2 separate regions of the Hordeum vulgare genome follow, and region 1 is linked to region 2. A link is a contact called in public Hi-C data. All regions are on one chromosome and are shown on one strand. Each heading gives the region's core, a stretch centred on a gene start, on an enhancer-like site or on the middle of the called end of the contact. The rest is flanking DNA. Distances are from core to core; before and after follow the strand shown.

Region 1 (6,742 bases), core at 3,037-5,536, 180 kb before region 2:
GCTATCTTTCTGGGCCGCGGCCTGGCTGGCGCTAGGGTTTCGATCCTGACCGTCGATCTGAATCGAACGGCCGGCCGGTTCTTTCGCTTGAACAAAAACCGGCAACATCAGGGGTGGGGAAACCCTCGATCCATTCTCTCCCTCCCCCACGCGTCGTTCTTTCTCCTCCCCTCGAGCCGAGAGCAACGACAAGGCCGGTCTTTCTCTCGGCGAGCAGCGCCTGTGGTGTCCGAGTCACTGCCTCGCGCGGCGGCCCTCGAGCCCCGCCGAGCGCAGCGCGCCGTCGCCCATGCCCCTCCTTTCCCTCGCGACGAGCACCTCTGTGCTCTCTGTGCGGTGGCTCGCTGCCCCGCCGGAGGGTGCTCGGGTGGCCTACCGCGCCTTCTCCCCTCCTGCAAGGTGGGTTTGGCCGCCGGCAGCGGAGACCATGCGTCCCGCGCCGCGCCGCGCCCTCTTCTCGGCGTGTCGGCCCGCGGTGGCAGAGCACCGTGGCCTCTCCTTTCGCCTGTCGGCCCGCGGTGGCAGGGACTTCTCCCTCGCGCGGTGGCCCTCAGGTCCCGCCGAGAAGCCCCGTGGCCGTGGCGTTCGTCCAGCGCTTCCTCCCCTTTCTATTTCAGAGAGAGAGAGAGACACTCACAATGCACCGTGGCCTCCCCTTTCGCCGGTTGCGCATTCCCTTGCGGGGAGCGCGTCGCCGTCGAGTGGGTTGGCCGTGGTGCCTCTTCTCCTTTCGTTTTTCTTTACTTGTCCCGAGATAGAGAGAGACCCAATGAACGACGGCGCCGTTGCCCCTCCTTTCGCCGGTCGCGTGCTCCCTTCCGGTGAGCGCGCTGCCGTCGAATGGGTTGGCCGCGGCGCCCCTTTGCCCCTTTGCGAGCGTTTACTTTTGCGTTTTTCTTTTGTTTCCTTTGCCGTATTTTTGCATGTTCCTCTCCTTCTTTTGTTTGTCTTTTTCAGATCCGATCCGATTTCTTTCTTTATTTTTCTTTTGGATCTAGGTCCATTCTTTGCCTCCGAGGAGGTAGGTTCTTCTTCCCCACACCTCGGCTTGCCGATGCGTGTGGGGATCGAGAGGAACAGGCGCGGCCTTGCGGCGGCGCTTCTTTGCCGAAGAAGACTCCGGTGAAACTTTTCTCTTCTTAGAACTTTGCCCTTCTCGGGTTCATATCGGGGATGGGGAAATCTTTTCTTGTACATGTTTCAACCGAAACTTATCTAAAGCCTCGTGGCTCATGATACCATTGATAGATCCCGTGGATCGACAAGGCTAGATGTGTTCGGTGAGAGTAGTGGTATGTTACCTTATCCCGTACTCGATGAGTTCCCTCCGGTGACCGTCGTGAGGTGGTGAAGACGGTGGGGAAGGAGAGAGAGATCCGGTAGTGGCGGTGATGGACTTCCCATCACTTCAGTGCTACCCTCTGGATCGGATTAGGGTTAGGAGTGGGGAACTAGTGGCGGCGGCGAACCTCGTAACCCGTGCCATGGTCCCCACCTCCTCTACATATAGCACTGCGCGACAGGGGCCCACCAGCCTTGCTTGGGCTGGACGCCCCCGATCAGGGCGTGAGTCAAGGTCCAATGGGCCGTTGGGCCCATTGGGAAAGAGATCAATCTAACACTTCCTTCTCCCGACATGTCGTATGACGATAACCCTTCTCTTGAGGTGATAACGAATCTTTTGGTGTCCTTGGGTGTCTTGGGCTTTTGGGGTCCGTCTTGGCGTCGAAGGGAGGCAGGCCGATATATGAACTGACTACGGTTTGTGCTCTCTAGGTCCTAACTGCGGGATCACATGGTCGTATACTCGTATTGTATCCCTTAAAGATAGGTATGACACTAACCAAACGAGGAGTGACTATATAAAGGAAGTACTGACCCCCACCAAGGGGAGGGAGATACACAGGAGCTCATATCCTTAACCTAGCCCAGCAGATAGGAAAGCTCCATTCAGTTGTATTCATCGATAAAGATAGGTAGGCACGACTAAACCTGATCATTAGTCCGGACGGGCCGGGGGCTGGGCTTGCAAAAGCCCAACCTTCTAACTGCAAGCCCAAGCCCGGCCCGAGCGATGCTTCTCATCACCTCCACGTTTAAGCCCGGCTTGAAGCTTGAAAGCTCCGCCCGAAACCATGAAAAACAGATGGTCGAGCCCAGGCAGAACTGCCTTTTGGATGAAGCTTGATCCTGCCTGGCCTGGATTTTTTTGGCCGGGTCGTTGGGCCAGGCTGTGCATGCCCAGGTCTAGGCAGGACGTGGAGCTATTACCCATCTAGGGGGCTGAACCTGAGTAAACCACTGTATCAGCATCATCGCCGACGAGATCCCTTTGGGCACCGCCCCTCTCTTTACATTTGTTCCACGACTACCTTCAGATCGTGAGATCGACAGACTATTATTCATCCAACCCTAGATACATGATTATATACTACTCCCTCCGCCCCGAATTAGTTGTCTTGGATTTGTCTAGACAAATCTAAGACAACAAATTTGCGTTGGAGTAATAGATGCTTCAGCCTTCCTAATCAATTGGACTCCTTAGACCTGTGCTAATATGAACTCTCACCTTAACACCTAGCCTACGAAATCTGCTAGCCGAACCCTTCTCTCTGCTTGGACTCCCTCCTGGTAGTCCACAACATTTTCCTACATGAATAACTAAATCAATTGTCCACAGGTGGGCAATATAGATCCTCTTATGCAAAAGAAATCTCAAAGTTGTTCATAGTAAGTGGTATCCTATTATTTAATCATGTAGTAGCAGATAGTTTTGTGGCTGAAAAGAATACTGCGCAACCAAACAAACAATAATCGTGATTATGACATGCATGCTTTTGTACACGTTTTGTGGCTGAAGATTATCATAGCGTCTAAAGGTGAAGTATTAGGTATAATTACCTTGATGTGCTTATCCTCAAATTTGATGACGCTAAGAGCTGCTGAACAGCACTTGCCAACTTTTTGTCTTTGGATGCCACCACCATAGCTGCAATATTAACTTGGATAACTATGCAGTTCTATTTACAAACAGATTCCAAAACGTGCTTGGAAAGTCAAAATATTCTTAAACATAAGCAACATGAACCAGATAACTTGGTGTCACAAGAAAGCACAAGAGAGTATGACAAATTTTTTTGAAAAGGAGAACTAACCTGTTGGTAATTTCTCCATCAGTTCCACTGCAAAAGAAGGTCCTGACAGAACAATAAATGGTTGGCGAGGATTTCCCAGTGCGAGAGGAATGATTTGCGACATTGTCCGAAGGGTGTTAAGTTCCAGCCCTTTGCTAAGTGATATGAATGGCAACTTTGGATCAACATATGTTGAAATACTGCCAAGAAAGGATGAACTGAACTGCCAGGAAAAATATCAGACTCCAAAAAAGAAGAAACCCTCCTGCAAACCAGAGTGCTTCATAAAGAAGTGTTAATACCTGAACAGGGACAGCATGGAAGCAGAAATCAGCTCCTGCTAAAGCTTCACTAGCACTAGTTGTTGCAACAATATTTTCTGGCAAGCTGTATTCTGACAAGTATTTGCTGCAGTGGAGTGAAAGCAGAGTGTTACATACAATGTTTTTTGGCTGTGTGCATCAATCAATCAATCAAATGGTTTGCAACATTTTCCTTACGAAGCGAGACACATAGTCTTTTCATGGGGAAGTATCTGAATGCTACTAGTAAGGAAAGCAACGAGGTTACCCACGAGTTGACATGGCGGTCGTTGATGGAGCGGCAGACGAGGTCATCCCGGAGCAGCATGGCCACCTCAAGGCCGGGCTTCTTGGCTGCCACCTGCGCCGCCATCGCCGTTCCGAACGAGCCCCCTCCAAGGACCACGACCTGCAGTTTCCTCCGACGATCAGATCCCGCAGATAAGTTTGCGGCCCCAACGGGTTGAAGCAAACTGAAGTCCTTGTGTCACCTTGCGCGTGGTCTCGAGGACGTCGCTGCGGTTGCGGCTGCGCCAGGAGCGAGACCACCGGACGAGCTTCTCCCACGCGATCCGCACCACGCGGCGCCGGTCCTTCCGGCCGCTGCGAGAAGGGGCCTCCCCCTCGTCCGACCCGGCATCTGGCGGCGGCGCGTCGGAGGCGGCGGCGCAGATGGGTGAGGCACGGTGGCGAGCGGTGGGGAGGCGAGGGCGAAGGATTGGGGATGTGGTGGGGGGAAGGAAGGCGGCGGTGGCCATGAGAGAGGGCAGCGAAGGGGGGCAAATGGAAGAATGGAAGGTGTTTGGTTTTGCTATCTTATCCGTTCCCGCCCCTTTCTCGATTTCTCCTTTTGTCGCTCTGCGTTCTTCAGCTCTCAAATGGAGTCGGTACTCAAATACCAATATGAAAAAAAATGTGTGCGTACACATACACACAGGGATGCAGGGCGAGCGGGACTGCCCGCTAAGAGCATCTCTACTAGAACCCTCGAACCCTTAAATCCAAAATCAGTTTTAAGGATTGAGAATTGATCATTTTTGACACTTTTAAGGGTTGAAAAACAGAGGCAAAGACTAGAACCCTCAAACCCAATCCTTATAGCCTAGTTTTGAACACTATGAACATGCACGCGGAGGAACAGAGGATACAAAAATGACTTCAGCCGCGGAAGAGCTCGCGCTCGCGCTGCCTGGACGAGGCCGTCTCGCGTACCGCGCGGTGGAGCTCCGCCGGGCGCCGCGGCCCTTCTTGGCGGGCGGCCGCGGCAGGCGCCGCGGCGACGGCCGCGGCTGGAGCGCGGGGGGCGGGGGCGCGGCGGCAGGCGGCGGCGACGGCCGCGGCTGGAGCGCGGGGGGCGGGGGCGCGGCGGCAGGCGCGGCGGCTGGAGCGTGGGGGCGGCGGCAGGCGTGGCGGCGACGGGCGGGGGCGCGGCGGCTGGAGCGTGGGGGGCGGGGGCGCGGCGGCTGGAGCGTGGGGGGCGGCGGCAGGCGTGGCGACGGCGGGCGGGGGCGCGGCGGGCGCGACGGCGGCGGTTGGAGCGCGGGGCCGGGGCCTGGGCGCAGAGGGGCGGCGGGGCCGGGGCCGGGGCGACGGCCGGAGCGCGGGGGGCGGCGGCCGGAGCGCGGGGGGAGGCGGGGCGGCGGCTGGAGCGCGGGAGGCGGCGGGGCGGCGGCGGCCGGAACAACTTCCTCGCGCGGGCGGGAACCAACTGCCTCCCGCACGAGGTGGGAAGTGGAGTACGGGTTGGGGGCAGTTTTCCCCCCAACCCTCACTTCTACAGGCTGGGAAGGGGTTTGAGGGTTCGACCTCTAAATTTTTTTACGGGTTTAAGGGTTTGGTTCTAGTCTACGCCGTTTCTCCGATGAAAACTGTAAAAAAGCGGTTATTTTTAAGGGTTTGAGGGTTCTACTAGAGATGCTCTAAGAGCATCTCTAGTAGAATTCTCAAACCCTTAAATCTAAAACCAGTTTTAAGGGTTGAGAATTGGTTATTTTTAACACTTTTAAGGGTTGGGTTTGAGGGTTCTATTCTTTGCCCCAACCCCAACCCTTAAAACTCTGATAGGAAACATATTCAAAAATGAAGATGTATACCATTCTACTTCACATCAGTTCTATTCATGCCAAACATATCAGCCTTATTTTATCTTACAAACTCAGCATACTATTATCTAGTCCAAGCTTCATTAGATATACTCCCTCCGGTCCTTTTTAGTCTGCATATTAGCTTTGTCTGAAGTCAAAGTATCTCTACTTTGACCAAATTTATAGAAAACATGTATCAACATTCACAATGTCAAATTAATATTGTTAGATTCATTATGAAAGCTAGTTTCATGATATATATATTTTGTATTGTAGATGTTGATATTTTTCAATATATATTTGGTCAAACTTTGTAAAGTTTGAATTGACCTAAATCTAATATGCGGAGTAAAAAAGACCGGAGGGGGTACTAGCAAAAGGGCCCGTGTGTTGCAACGGGAAAAAACCAATTATAATCTTCAATGGTGTTGATCGTATTATGCCTTTAAAATTTTAGGACATTTTTGAAATGCATGAACATTTTTTGAATTAGCAAATATTTTTTTAATTGCACTTAAAAAATAATACACAAACTTTTTTGCAAAATCATGGACTTTTATTGTTTTCATCAACATTGTTCTCAAAATTATGAACATTTTTCTGAATATGCGGATATTTTTACAAAAATCCTGAGCATTTTTTGAATTCACAAACATTTTATGTTTTCTTCAAACTTTTATTTCAAAATTCCCAGTTTTATAAATTGCAAAAGTTTTTCAAAGTTCTAAATTATTTAAACTAAAAAATGGAACAAAAAAATGAAAATAAAAAATGAGACTAAAAACAGAGGCACGAACTGTTTTTAAGATTTTTACACAGACTTTTGTTTAAAATTGTTGACTTTTTTAATTTTATGGACATTTTCTCAAAGTTTAAACATTTTTATATGCAAACATTTTTCAAAAATCCTGAGTAGTTTTTGAATTCTAAAAAAATATGTTTTTTTGAAAATTTATTTCGAAATTCTCAGTTTCTTAAAATTGACCAAAGTTATTTGAAGTTCTAAATTATTTAAAGTAGAAAAACAAAATGGAACTGAAAAGAGAAATAAAAAAACTAAAGTAAAAATACAGGCGCCCACGCATGGGCCGGCCCAAACAGGTGTGATGCATCTTTTTTCGACGCCCAAAGCGTAATATAGGAGGTGACTACATGGGCCGGCCCAGTCTGGAGATTTTTTTTTTTGAAACGTTTTCTATGACTTATAGGTGTCATTGGTGGG
Region 2 (7,369 bases), core at 663-3,162:
GATCGGGCGTGTCCCCTACTTGTCCATTCGCGCAGCCACAGTTCTTATCTTCTTCCTCATATGACCGATCACTTGCACGTGATTGATGGAGAGGAAGAGATAGAAAAAAAAAGAATGAATTAAAAAGGACATGGTGGTTTGGGATGGGCTCGCGTCCTACGTGACGAACTGACCGGGCGCGTCCGCGAGCCCTCATATACTTCCTATATTTGAGATGGATATGAGGGTTCGCGGACAACGCGAACGTATAGGGATGATATGAGGGGTCCGGTTGAATCACTTTTTTTATTCTCTTATGTTTGGCCATCATCATGGCGCGTCCACAAACGTATGAGAGGTCGACAGAGGTGTCCGGTTGACGATGTTCTTAAGAAGCTTACTTGATTCTCCTTTTTGCGGGGTAGATGCTTATTTGACCGTTACTTTTTAGAACCACATAGCAACTTGACTATCACTTTATGTTACTACATCATTCATAGTACCATCTTTATGGCATACATTAGATGTCGCACAAGTTTTTAATATATGAATAGTATGTACCCATTTAGAGCTCCCTGGAGATTCTGGTCTATCTCGTAGAAAGCTTTGTCCGGCATGGTGAGGTACTCTCCCATACAAGAGAAATTCAGATAAAACCTCATAGGCTGAATATTCACATAAAGAAGCTTTGCCGAAACCAACAAGAGACACGAGTACATGTCAGTGAGTTCTCTATTCTAGAAAGTTCTCTACCCCGTCTCTGCCTTTTACTATCATACCTCACTACTACTACACAATATTGTGTGGTGAGGTGATGTTCTCTTGTTTACTTTACGCCCTCTTTTCTTTTTCTAGTGAATCTTCTTTGTGGTTGAAAAGTAGCTGCCATATCTATGTCTATCAAGCAAATCTAAATACTCAACACTAGAGGGTGCCGGGCCCACACACGTGTGGGGGCATGGGTGCTTGTATCCTAGTGGCACTCATCCAAAAGCTATCTCTTTATAAATTAATATCATCAACATCAATCTGGTGTAGTATCTCATATCGTTTCGTCCAAAAATCTGTGCAGCTAGCATGTTTGAAAGCCCAATCCGTTCCCATGCCGCCTTGGGATATACAGTATTTTTTTTCATTTTGCAGTGCAAAAACTTGATGGAGCACGAAACAGAACGATACGGGGTATATGCCACATCTAGCTGCCTGCCAGTGTAGACTTGTATACATTATTATACTATATAAATAGATTTTTCAAACGTTGGCGTCGGTCCTGGATCCAAGATTTCAGAAGGGACGAAGCTTCCAAGATTATCTTGAGAATATGTATGGGGACTGTGTCGCAGGAGTGGTGCAACAAAATATTATCCTCACCGTCACCGGCGTTTTCCTGAGTCACACGTGGAAGAACGAGAGGACGTGAGACTGTGAGAGTTTTCAACGATCTGCGTACGTACGTACGTACGTGCAACCGGAGCTCCAGGGCGCGCGGGGCCAGTTGCCAGAGAAACTGCATGGCCGAGCCGTGGCACGAGGTCACGTCGGATGACCCATTGGTCGGCCCTTTTTACCACCTTTTCTTCCCTCTCGTGGGGAAAAGAAAAAGAAAAGAAAGAAGGAAAAGCGGGAGAAAGTGACGAAAGGGGCACCGGGGCGCATCTGAGGGTCAATCCGACGCAGGTGGGTCGAAAGTGATGCTGGGGACGGGAGGAGGAGGACAACAGGTGTCGATCGTTCATGATGAGAGGTTATTAAATGCAAGTGCAAGCGCAGATGAATCCAAGGGTTACGAGATAAGAACGGCTAGATTTTTTTGCTCCTCGAAAGCAATAGGTTTTTTGGTGGGTTCCCCAGGGGGGGTGGGTGGCGTGATTGTTTATTTAGCGGCTTGGTTTCTCTCTCTCTTTTTGTTTTTGCTCGGCGGTGCGAGGAGACGTGCGGCCGTGGCCTGATGGGCCATTTCCATCAAAGCCCACGTAGTCTCGGCCGGCCTGGGCCTTGTAAACGCTGCCTGCTTGATGTTTTTTTTTTCCGTGGCTTGGAGAGATTGGATGAGGCGCGCCGCGCGCGTGGTCGACGGCGAGACGACGCAGGCAGCTGAGACGCCCTCGCCCTCGTGACGGTGGCCTCGCCCTCGCGGCGGCGGATTAGTGGACAGCGTCGCAGGACAGGGGGCCCCGGCGAGGCGGCGACCTCGGAGCTCGCACCGGCCGGCGGGCTGTGGCGTCCATCGCCCGGCGCTCCGTGTCTTCCCAGTGCGGCGCTGCAGGACGGGAGCGCAGCGACCAGCAGGCAGCGACGCTGACCACTGTGAGTTCGGTGTGGATCCTCCTCAACTCCAACTGGGTATGAATTTTTGCTCTGCTCATCATGCAGCACTCAGAATCATTGCTCAAATGCCACACTCTATTGTTTTCTTCTCTGAATCCACAGGGTGTGAAATCCGGTGGCCAACGGGACTTGAGCGCGCGCGACCTGTTCGACAAATTGCCCTAACCGAGCTGGTCTCCTCGTGCTGTATCAATGGCGTTGCTAGGGGCCACCCTCGGCCGGCCACCATTGCCGTGTCCCTCCACCTCCAGCTCCCTGCCATTCACGACTAATTGCTTCGAGTTCCCTCTTCGACGGCACCCAGGTGAGCCACGCCGTCATACCGCCTCCCGGCTTCTCTCCGTGCTTTTATCAACTGGCTCCGGCTTAGCTGCCTATCTCATGTGATGCATCCTCTCTCTCTTTCTGCGCGCAGGCGTGGTGGCACGCCGGCGCGGAGCGTACCCGAGGATCGAGGCCACAGCGAGGCACGGCACGCGCAAGGAGAACGCCAAGGTCAGGAACCGCCGGCTGCAGAAAAAGGTACGGTGCTCACCTCAGGGTTGGGTTGTGGCCTTGTGGGTTCCAACCACGACCAACAATCTGAAGGGAGTTCTCAATTCTCTTTGGCTGCAGTACAACGGCACGGCGAAGAAGCCCAGGATGTCCGTCTTCTGCTCCAACAGGCAGCTCTACGCCATGCTCGTCGACGACCACGGCAAGAAGATCCTCTTCTACGCCAGCACCCTGCAGGAGGAAATCCGCGGCGACCCTCCATGCACCACCGTGGTAAGCCAACCAAACCTGCTCCTTCGTCGTCGACTCGTCGGTTGAACTTGCATTGCATTTGCATCTGAAACAAAAGCTGCAAGGTGCATCTCCTGACCTTGAGCTGTTTGTTGTTGGCAAGCAGGAGGCCTCTCGGAGGGTCGGGGAGGAGCTCGTCAAGGCCTGCAAGGAGCTGGACATCTCCGAGGTTTCGTGCTACGACCGCAACGGGTTCGCTCGAGGGGAGAAGATGATGGCGTTCGAGGATCCCGTCGCGCAGCACGGGTTCCTGCCCAGATAGCAAAACTGTGATATGCTTGGGAGGCCTGCACCGGCTGCTCGGCGTAGAATATTATTTAGTGAAGAGTAGGAGTGTAGCCTGTAGGGCATATGACTCATATTTGCCCTGTGAATTGCTTGATGTATGATTCAGGGCATATGGTTCATACTTGGTATTTCGCAGCATGTTATTAAGCCAGACAATTATCACTAACAACCATAAAATGTTTCTCCACTGTCATTGTTTTACGCGTCAACGGTTACATCAGGACAATTGCTTACGCCGGCCTGAACACATATTATCACAGCATCAAGCAGTTACAGAGAGTGGCATACAGTTACATGAGGAGTTTGGGGTTGGTGTGTGTGTGTGTGTTGTGTTGGGGGTGGGGGGACTCCACTGTCATTTCAAATAAACAATAGTCTCAAAATAAAAAACGAGAACACACAAAGGTTCATCACCGAGACTTACAGAGGCTTATTTTTTTCAGTGGCCTGCATTCTTCAAATTAGTACATCTAGTTGATAGGCACAGTGGCAGTTAAGATAGCATACTATGCTGAAGCTGTTCCTTTTGTTCCCATCTAGTGAAGAGTAGGAGTATAGCCTGTAGGGCATATGGCTCATATTTGCCCTGTGAATTGCTTGATGTATGATTCAGGGCATATGGCTCATACTTGGTATTTCACAGCTTGTTATTGAGCCAGACAATCATCACTAACAACCATAAAATGTTTCTCCACTTTCTTTTTTTTACGCGTCAACGGCGGACTTACTCCGGCCTGAACATATATTATCACAGCATCAAGCAGTTACAGAGAGTAGCATACAGTTACATGAGGAGTTTGGGGTTGGGGAGGAGCAAGAACTCCTCTGTCATTTCAAATAAACAACTCTCTCAAAAAATAATCGAGAACACACAAAGGTTCATCACTAAGACTCCCTATGTTACAGAGGCTTAATTTTTTTCAGAGGCAAGCCATAGACTTCTGATGCACGAGCGAATATAAGTTTGTTCAAGGAATGGTCCAACTTAGTCACTGGCCAATTGTAGTACCAATTTTTTTCGGTTCAACATGCTGGATCCTGGACAAGCGCACCTGTCATGAATGACAATATTTTGTGTCAACATCACATCTGCAGTATATTAAGCAGCGAACGATGAATAACCTTACAGTCAAGCCTCTTGCAACTTAGAAAAATAGTGTTGTTCATCATCAGGTTTGTCCCAGCTGTGCCATCTAGCAGGCTGTATGCGCTGATTCATCGAGCTTTCTCTTCTCTTCCTCCAAAAACAACCCTCCTTACGCCTTGTTCGGTTGCACCCTTTGTCGAGGGGATTGGAAGGGATTTGGCGAGGTTTTGACTTGTAGAGGATTAAATCCACCTCAATGTCTGTCAAAACCTCTTCACAACCCTATCAACCGAACAGAGCCTTAAGGTAGCTAACCAAAGTTAATTTCCTGAACCTTAATATGAAAAATCTACACCACTGGTAGTCTAGTATGGGAGATTTAGGTAACCATAGTATACAACAGGAGTAAACATCCATCAAATATTGCAAAATGTTAAGCACCCAGAGTGAAAAGAAAAATCCCTTCCCAGAACATGATGAGCTTGTCTAACAAAGATGCAAACAAGGAATTGCCAATCATACATAGAAAATGGGTAAATTTAATCAACATGGAATCTGTGAGGGATACCCAGAACATGTTAAAATGGAAATCTTAAGGCATTCTAGTGGACTTTTAACTGTCAATTTATGGGATTCTAAAAAAAAGTCAATTTATGGTTAAACAAGCACCAAACTAGTTCCAAGAAAACATATCACTTGCTAATAGTTCAATGGAAAATGATTGTAGTGTACCACACTGCTCTTCTAAAAAAAGTTATAGATTATTGCTAACAATCCCTCTAGAAATAGCAAGGCAAGAGCTCAAACTTAAGGACTTCTGGAAATACTATTCACTACTTACTTGAAGTTCGTTAAAGTAACTATTGCTGGAGCCCACAAGGCATAATCACTTGAAGTTCATTAGGTAATTTCATCACCTTCTGGCAACCACATTTATCACTGGGCCGCACAAGGTTAGATGATACTGGTCTTGGAAATACGCACTTGTTTCTCGCCCATGCCAGAGGCAATCCTAGTGACAGTGTGCACCTGGTAGTCAAGACTAAGATGTTGAAGGGGTTGGCTTTAAAGAAGTTCAGACCTTCAAGGTCCTGTACCGCAAATGCCACCTTTTGTGGTGTAAGCATCAAGTATGGACTGGTACATAAATACATAATAATGTAAGTGACAGCTAAACTGGGCTATACTTAACATGCATACATACTGAAACTGGCTTTGGTGTGGCCATTGTCTATGTACCATCACCTGACTCAACTCAACCAGTCTATCAGCACAGGTATTTTGATTACCTTAACCTTAGTTGCCAGCAGCCTTACACCATTGGTATCAATCATCACACCTTGGAAAGAAGACTGAGACAAATGTGACCAATCCATATGCTTGTCTGGTGTGAAGAGAAGATAGATTGGTATGTATCATCTAGTTGGCATGACATGGTTGTGAATTGTGATCTTAAGGATAGCCAGATAAGGGTAAATTACAGCTGAGGCAGAAAGGCAGTGCTCCGGCCTGTAGTCTTCTGGACCCCCCTCTCATTCATGGCATGTCTAATCTCTGTGGCCTCTGCTATCCGACCAGCAGATGCGTACATATCACTGAGCAAAATGTAGTACCCACCCTCCTCTGGGTTTAGGTTCCTTAGCTCCTTCACAGCCCGCTCTGCCATGTCAATATCCCCATGAGTCCGACAAGCACCAAGTAGCGCACCCCAGATCACAGCATTGCTCGGAATTGGCATTTGCTCAATCACTTGGTATGCCTCCTCGAGTTTCCCTGCGCGCCCAAGCATGTCCACCACACACCCATAGTGCTCGACTGTGAGTTCCACTTTACCAAAGTTGCCTCGTTGCATCGCATTGAACATGGCACGCCCCTCCTCAACACAGCCCTTGTGCGTGTAGGCTATTAGTAATGCAAGCAGCGTCACCCCATCTGGCTTCACAGTGTTGCCTTCAGCCAGCATCTGATAGAACACAGCAATCGTGTTGTCCAGATCGCCATGGGATGCATATGCCGAGATCAGCGTGTTCCAAGATGCCAAGCTCCTCACCGTCATCCCATCAAACAAAGCTCGAGCCTCAGGGAGGGAACCACACTTAGCATACATGTCCATGAGTGCATTGCGAAGTGACACCATCCATCCAAAACCAAGGGAATCAATGTGCCTCCGCACTCGCTCCCCAGTTGCAAGATCCCCGAGTGTGGTGCACGCGGACACAATACTCACCATGGTCACCTCGTCTGGCTGCATAGGCATTGCATCAAACAATGCCAAGGCCTCCTGTGGCCGGCAAGCCTTGGCATATGCAGAAATCATCGCTGTCCAAGAAACTACATCCCGGTGAGGCATCTGGTCGAACACAAGGCGGGCAGCGTGCAAATCATTGGCTTTCAGATGCGCCGTGAGTAGCCCTGAGAAGGAGACCACGTCCCGAACTGGAATTTCTTCAAACACCCTGCACGCGTCGTCGACGGCCGCCCGGCAAGCGTAAGCGTGAAGCAGCGCATTGTGCACGTGCGTGTGCGCGCTGAGCTCGCCGAGGCAGCCGTGCCTGATCGCCTGGGCGTGGAGGTCGGAAGGTAAACGTCGGCCCGAAGGGCAGCGAGAGCAGGACTTGAGGACGAAGGTGAAGGTGAAGGCGTCGGGCGCTGCGCCCGCGCGGCGCATCGCGGCGAAGAGCCCGATGGCGTCGCCGGGCGAGGAGGAGGCGGCGAGGCCGCGCATGAGGGTGTTGTAGAAGAAGGCGGGATGGGAGGAGGCCGACGAGATAAACGGGAGGTGGGCGGAGAGGATCGCGGCTGCTTGGCGGAGGTCGCCCGCGGGGGAGACGGCGGCGAACCGGAGGAGCTTGGCGAGCGCCGCGAAGGCGTCCGCGGCGGGGAGGAGGTGGCGGCGGCGTA

Evidence for each region. A called contact is a pair of places that touch in the nucleus more often than the background predicts.
Region 1: a contact with region 2 is called in a Hi-C map of seedling, with 2.6 times the contacts expected there. The contact joins the promoter of LOC123449561 here to the promoter of LOC123449557 in region 2. A contact is called at or near these places in 3 of 6 Hi-C or Micro-C datasets (leaf and seedling).

What each region holds. Positions count from the first base shown.
Region 1 is chr4H:564,295,365-564,302,106 of MorexV3_pseudomolecules_assembly, reverse strand. LOC123449561 (glycerol-3-phosphate dehydrogenase [NAD(+)], chloroplastic) reads right to left here and starts at 4,286. Exons shown (of 10, transcript XR_006632024.1): 1 at 3,928-4,286; 2 at 3,709-3,845; 3 at 3,437-3,542; 4 at 3,156-3,357; 5 at 2,902-2,989.
Region 2 is chr4H:564,112,208-564,119,576 of MorexV3_pseudomolecules_assembly, reverse strand. LOC123449557 (50S ribosomal protein L18) reads left to right here and starts at 1,912. Exons shown (of 5, transcript XM_045126813.1): 1 at 1,912-2,286; 2 at 2,410-2,611; 3 at 2,723-2,829; 4 at 2,923-3,075; 5 at 3,200-3,574. The coding sequence starts at 2,500. The coding sequence ends at 3,355. It overlaps LOC123449556 (pentatricopeptide repeat-containing protein At1g74630-like), which reads right to left. Exons shown (of 1, transcript XM_045126811.1): 1 at 5,512-7,369. The coding sequence ends at 5,946.